Linked DNA regions of Mus musculus: region 2 is linked to region 1. A link is a contact called in public Hi-C data. All regions are on one chromosome and are shown on one strand. Each heading gives the region's core, a stretch centred on a gene start, on an enhancer-like site or on the middle of the called end of the contact. The rest is flanking DNA. Distances are from core to core; before and after follow the strand shown. Region 1 has its middle 220 kb from the start of Grxcr1. Region 2 has its middle 250 kb from the start of Gm23605.

What was found. A called contact is a pair of places that touch in the nucleus more often than the background predicts.
Region 2: a Hi-C map of cerebellum shows a contact between it and region 1, with 2.1 times the contacts expected there. The contact joins two enhancer-like sites. A contact is called at or near these places in 3 of 484 Hi-C or Micro-C datasets (cerebellar granule neurons, cerebellum and embryonic stem cells).

The regions. Positions count from the first base shown.
Region 1 is chr5:68,252,505-68,255,778 of GRCm38.p6, forward strand. No RefSeq gene overlaps it. Among named protein-coding and RNA genes, the nearest start is that of Grxcr1, 220 kb to the left of the region's middle. Within about 2 kb of position 1,772, at least 2 of the 459 cell types and tissues checked have an H3K27ac peak or open chromatin away from gene starts, as enhancers often do. A contact at or near this core is called in cerebellum, where this site is marked.
Region 2 is chr5:68,811,952-68,815,225 of GRCm38.p6, forward strand. No RefSeq gene overlaps it. Among named protein-coding and RNA genes, the nearest start is that of Gm23605, 250 kb to the left of the region's middle. Within about 2 kb of position 1,505, at least 1 of the 459 cell types and tissues checked has an H3K27ac peak or open chromatin away from gene starts, as enhancers often do. A contact at or near this core is called in cerebellum, where this site is marked.

The sequences.
Region 1 (3,274 bases), core at 522-3,021:
TGAATATACTTATTACATCTTGTTCACTGACTACTAGGTGTGTCTCTCACATTGATTCTAGTTCAGCTTTGGCATAGACTGAAATAATAGTCTTCACAATTGCAAACCTGTGCTAGTGCACTTACTCTAGGTATAGGGTATTTTATGTTGAAGCAGGTTTTAAACTCTTTCCCCTGTGGTATAGCGAGGCAAGATGAAGATACTCTTAGAGTATCATAAACATAAGAATTATGTTGCTCGAATTGCTCAAAGTTGGAGAGGAGTCAGGACTCGGAAAAACTGATTACTCAGCACTAAAATTTTAATGAAAATACCTGGTTGGAATGCATCCAAGTGCAGAACGCTTTGCTAACTTTCCTTCAACTGCTTCAGCAGGTGGCGCTAGTGTGCTTTTAATGACACTCCGTATGCGTGTTGAGAAATAACTGGGCTAGAGTTTTTCTGTTTTCCCAGGGAATGGGCAGTTCTGTAGAAAACTAGGTACATAACCCTCTACGTATATGTATACACACACACACACACACACACACACACACACACACACACACACACACACACACACACACATATCATTTTAATCATGAAAGCATTCATGAATTACTTCTACAGAAGCTAACAACAAAAAGCTGTAATTGAAATTATCCAGCATAGGATTAAAATGCTTTCTTCAGTTTTCCTAGATTTTGGTTATGTTCTAGATTAATTCAACCGACGGCTACATTGTTTTGCCAACAGATCACTAAGAAAATTGATACTCTGCTACAGATCAGTGTGTCTTGTACAACGTGGATATGATTTAGCATAATGGAGGAGGGCCTGGGAATCTGAATTTCTAACACGTTTCCTAATGTTAGTATATATGTTCCTCATGTTAAACTTTGGGTAGGACTCCGTATCTGAGCTACCTTCAAGTCCGGTCACTGTGTGACGTTGGCAAAGCCATTTCATGACTTTGATAATGCAGTTATGAACCCAGGAGAAAAATATGGTATAGTGAACTTCCCTTTTGGGAATATGTGCACAGCAACCATCTAAAGATCCTATAAATTCTGAATTATCTGTTAATTTTAATTTACAAATATTTTAATTAGGGCTGGAAAGATGGCTTCGTGGTTAGGGATGCTTACTCTCTTACAAGGACACAGGGTCAGTTCCTCTGTGTGCAGTAGCTGTCAGCATCCTGTAATGCTCTAGGTGATTTGATAGCTCTGTCCTCTGTGGCTCTGGTACACTTATGCACACTGATTTTCAATTAATACCTCTTCCTGTGCCCCAACTTAGACATAATTAAAATAAGAACATTATGTTTAGTGTGTTTTAGATGATTTTTAAATTGAACCCACTGACTTCCAAATTTTTAGCAGTGATTTGTTTACAAAGAAACATTTTATTTCATTTAGACTTTAGCTTATGGCTTGACTTTTAGCCCCAAAGGGAACCCTGAAGCGAATAGAATGCTGGGTCTCTAAGCCTGAGAACTGACAGCAAGTTTACAATCTGGTACAAATAATTCACAGAGAGAAAGAAGGAGGAAAAAGTTCTAAATCACTTAATTACGCAACAGCGACTGAACAAATACCAAGGGGAATTGAGAGAGCAGTTGTGAATCATTTAATTCTGTGACCTTAAACTAAATTAATGTTCTAAGGGTATATGGTAGGCCACTTAGCCCTCTTATTTCCAGTGGGACTAGCCTCAATTAACACTGGCCCTTCTCAGGTCTAAGACCTTGCTGATATATGATTTCTTGTTGACCTCAGTAAAACTCACTCTGCTACCACATACAGTTTGTCCATCTGTGTCTCAGCAGGGCTCAACAACTTACAGTGGTTTACTGGATCGGGCAATTGCTACTTTAGTAATTAATACCTGAGTGTTCAGCAGCTGAGCAGTCTGAATAAATGACTTTTTAGATGTGTAGGCAAATTGAAGCAGGGTGCAAGATTCTTGTGGAAAGGTGGCGCTTTGAATTTTCAAGTCAGTCAAGTAAATGAGCTCTATTCTCTCAGTGCTAACTTTGAAATCCCATCATCTCTTTATCTTATTTCAGCTCCAGAGTTCAAAGCAGAGTGTGAGTCAATTGAGTTTTTGTAGTTTCTGTGACTTTACTAGTATAGTGAAGGTCTTTTAGAACCTTCCATTAGGGGTCATTGAGAAGTGAGGTTAAACACATGGAAAGACAGTTTGGGACTACACTAAATCACTAATGTATGCCACCTGAAAGTTTCTTTGTTTTGTTTTCGTTTTTTGTTTGTTTGTTTTAGGGAAAGTTATTCTGGGTGGAAGAGATGGTTTCTAGATTGTTTCCTAAACTCTTTACTTGTTACTTTGTGATTTCCTGAGAACTAACTTTCAATTCAACTATTAGTGAAATTTTACTTGTTTCAAAATAATATTTCCCTATAGTAAAATTTCAGGAAAACCCTTTTTTCCTTCTCAATGTGAGCAATATTTACTGATTATTTGAACTCTTCAGGCAATTTTGTAAATATTTAAATATCTTGGGTAATTAGTAGTACTAATAACATGCAGTTTTTCTTACAATAGCAGCAATCATGATATGCAAAACTGATATGTATGTTTAGATATATAAATTTCCACATTAACCTTAAAAAGATGACAGGCTGAGGCTTTCTAAAGATGCACTATGCCCAACTTCCATCACAGGAGGAGAGTCTGTGCATATTCTGTGCTTTGTCTTCATTGACTTGTAGCCATTCCATAGCATGGATCTCTGATGTCCCCAGACTTTCCCCGATGAAGAATTAGATTTAAAGTGCTCACCAAGTTCCATTTTACTTCCATAAAACTTGCATGGAACAGACAAGAGTTTCAGGCCTAGATCTTGCTCCTGAGAAGTTAGCACTCTTTTCAAAGCCAGGAGGAGGCAGCTGTGAGGTCTGGGAATGTGTCGAGAGAGAGAATGAAGAGCAACCAAGTGAGTAAGATTTGATATTGTGAAGCTCCCAAAATGTACAAATAGCATACCTCTCATGCTTCAGTTGATAAGAATTCTGTCAAAAGCCATATTTTTCCCTGCTAAAATTGTCTATGGCTTAGGAAGCAATAATTCTTATTGTTGCCAACACAGCTTCCAACCAGCACACCAATCCTTATTACTAGATGGAAAAGATACTGAAGTTGGAACCACTCTGATCACCTCATTAGGTTGACACTGATTTATTTCCCAAGTAACTGTTATGCAAAATGAGAACGTAGGGGATGTAGGTAGATATGTAAATTCCAAAATCCATTGGGTAACAAGAATTTCAAG
Region 2 (3,274 bases), core at 255-2,754, 560 kb after region 1:
TATAAAAGCTATATTCTAAACGTTTGAATATCTGAAATTTGCTAGAGATTGAAGGAAAGACCATCCAGAGACCGCCCCACCTTGGGATCCATCCCATCCACAGACACCAAACCCAGACACTATTGCTGATGCCAAGAACTGCTTGCAGACAGAAGCCTGGTAGAGCTGTTCTCTGAGAGGCTCTTCTAGTACCTGACTAAGACAGATTCAAATAGTCACAAACAACCACTGGGCTGATCCAGGGCATCCAAATAAAAGAGATAGGGAAGAATTGAAGGAGCTGAAGGGGATTGCATTCCCATAAGAGCAACAACAATATCAACTCACCAGATCACTCAGAGCTTTCAGGGAATAAACTACCAACCATAGAGTATACATGGGCTGGTCCGGGCCTCCTGCTACATATATAGCAGAGGACTGCTTTGTCTGGCATCGATGGAAGGGGAAGCTCTTGGTCCTGTGGAGGCTTGTTGGCCCAGCAAAGCAAGATGCTAGGAGGGTGAGGCGGGAGTGGGTGGATTGGTAGCACAGTACCTTCTTAGAGACAAAGGGTGCGGGATGTGATTGGGGGGTTACAGAGGGGAGACCGGGAATGGGGCAACATTTGAAATGTAAATTAAAAAATTGTATAGCTGAAACTAAATTCAGTAAAACTTTAGCAAATAGGTTAACCAGAATTAAAATACTAATGAATCACTATTATCTCTTTATTAGAATGGCTAAACATCAAAGACTGACAGCAATAAATGCTGACAAGGATGTGAAGCAAAAGGAATTGCATTTGTGACAAACTGGGATACAGCTCTAAGACAGCAAGACTAAAACACAGTTTATGAGATAAACATATGACCAGTTCTTACCATGTCATCTAGTAATTCTACCCTTTAATACTTACACAAACAAGTGAAATATAAATGAATGTATTTCACATAGAAAACTATTCACAGCGATTTAAAGAAATAGCATTTAAAACTGTGCTAACTTTTAGGCAATCAAAATGAATTTTGGTAAGTAATTGTAAAAATAAACTGTGTGGTTTTGCCTAGGTAGAGTAAGTTTCTGTATGCTAAAAAGATACACGTATTGAGCTGTAAACAAGTTCAGAAATGAATTTAAATGCATGGTATTAGGTGAAAGAAATAGATATGTAAAAATAGTATATACTACACGATTTCACTCTATGATGGTTTGGAAAATATAAAACTGAGAAATCAGTAAGGAGTTTGTTGATTGCCAGGGATTAGGACATAATGGATTAATAGGTGGAGTTTGTGGCAGTGAAACTATTCTATATGATACGACAGTGGTGCACAAAGTCATTATACATTCATCAAAACACATAGAATGTACAACAGCAAATGAACTTCACATTTGGAGCAAAGGTGATGTGCCAGGGTGGGATCATCACGGGTGACAAATGTGCCTCTCTGGCACAGGAAACTGGTGAGGAGGGAGACTGTGCCAGGCAGACAGACTGTAGATGGAGAAGCCCTGCACTTTTCATTACATTTTGCTGTTAAGTCTTAGAAATCCATAACTCCCAGCATGGTGCTTTGGCATGGTGAGTACTTCTGAATTAGAAGTAATGAAAGGTTTCAGAAAATCCTTCAGAGTTGAAAACACTCTGTTCTTGTTTCTCCCCTCAAGTGCAGACAGAGTCCATATGGCCCCTTCTTTGCAAGTCATTCAGATTTCGTATGGCTCTTGGACATACACATGTCAGTAAACGGTATGTTTTCCCATCTTTCAATCTGTAAATTTTCACTAACCTCAGCAAATTCCATTCAGAGCAGTAGAAGGAGAGTTTAAGATATGCTTAGTTCCTAGATATTAACATATTAACACTAGAATCCTGTACTGCTTTAGTATTATTTTCTTATTTTAATTATTAATACGTAGAAAAAGCAACAAAGTGTGTATAGACAATATAAGAAATGGATTTTAAAGCAGTATTTTTAAACCAATGACACTAATTACTAATTATGATGTATATCATAAACACACATGTGCAGAAAAAGAATAACATTTTTTTGCTCATGCTTTCCTTCAAAGTGACATCTATCCATTGATTCAGTGGTCACCATGGGTTTTATAATACAATTATAGAATTCTAAACAGTAGTCTTTCATTTGAACTGCTTAAGGCAAGATGTGTTTGGCAAGTTACATCCTAGTCCTTCAACTTCTTGGCATTATTCTGCATTATAAGGATACATATGGAACAGGATATTTTGAAATTATTTCCAGAAAGATACTCATGTGCCATGGACCGGGCTCAGTCGGCCCCCCTCAATCTGTGGGAATTAGGGTCTCAGAAAGATGGGCATAGAGTCGGTGAAAATGGGATGACAAACAGACAGGACACAAGGGAGTATGCTGTGTCTGTGTGTAATTTGTTAAATTGAGTATCAAACTTTTTATACAGAAGAAAATAGGGAAGTTTTGTAACATACCGGCAAGGTGCAAAGAGATTACTGGATTCTTATGCAAAACAGAGGAATGCAAACAGGGAAGGACTGGCAGGAACCAACTGGGATAAAATTCAGTGTTAACAACTGGGATCACAAACAGCTCCATAAGATGGAACACAGGGCCCCCAATGGAGAAGCTAGAGAAAGCACCCAAGGAGCTGAAGGGGTCTGCAACCCTATAGGTGGAACAACAATATGAACTAGCCAGTACCCCCAGAGCTCATGTCTCTAGCTGCATATGTAGCAGAAGATGGCCTAGTCGGCCATCACTGGGAAGAGAGGCCCCTTGGTATTGCAAACTTTATATGCTCCAGTACAAGGGAATGCCAGGGCCAAGAAGTGGGAGTGGGTGGGTAGGGGAGCAGAGTGGGGGGAGGGTATAGGGAACTTTCGGGATAGCATTTGAAATGCCTATAAAGAAACTATCTAATAAAAAATAAATAAATTTAAACAACAACAACAACAAACAGCTCCACCTAAGGTCCACTTAATCTTAGAAGCCAGGGGCTGTAGTTACCTGCTCTAGTCTATTGTATACTCTACCTTCCCCCTAGGCCATTATAAATACTTGTATACGGGTGTAACTCAGCTATCTATAGTTCTAAGTATCTACTCTGGTTTCATAATGGTAAATTTCTGTGTAGGGCAGTGACTTAGCTATCCACGTCCAGGGTTGGATCAAGGACTGCCTAGAATCTAATTTAGCTATATGTCAAAATATCAACCCTTAGGAGCACTTGTAATAAAGCAATATTAAGGGAAAACACACAGATCCATTTACCAACTAAAGCAAGGACATTGGAG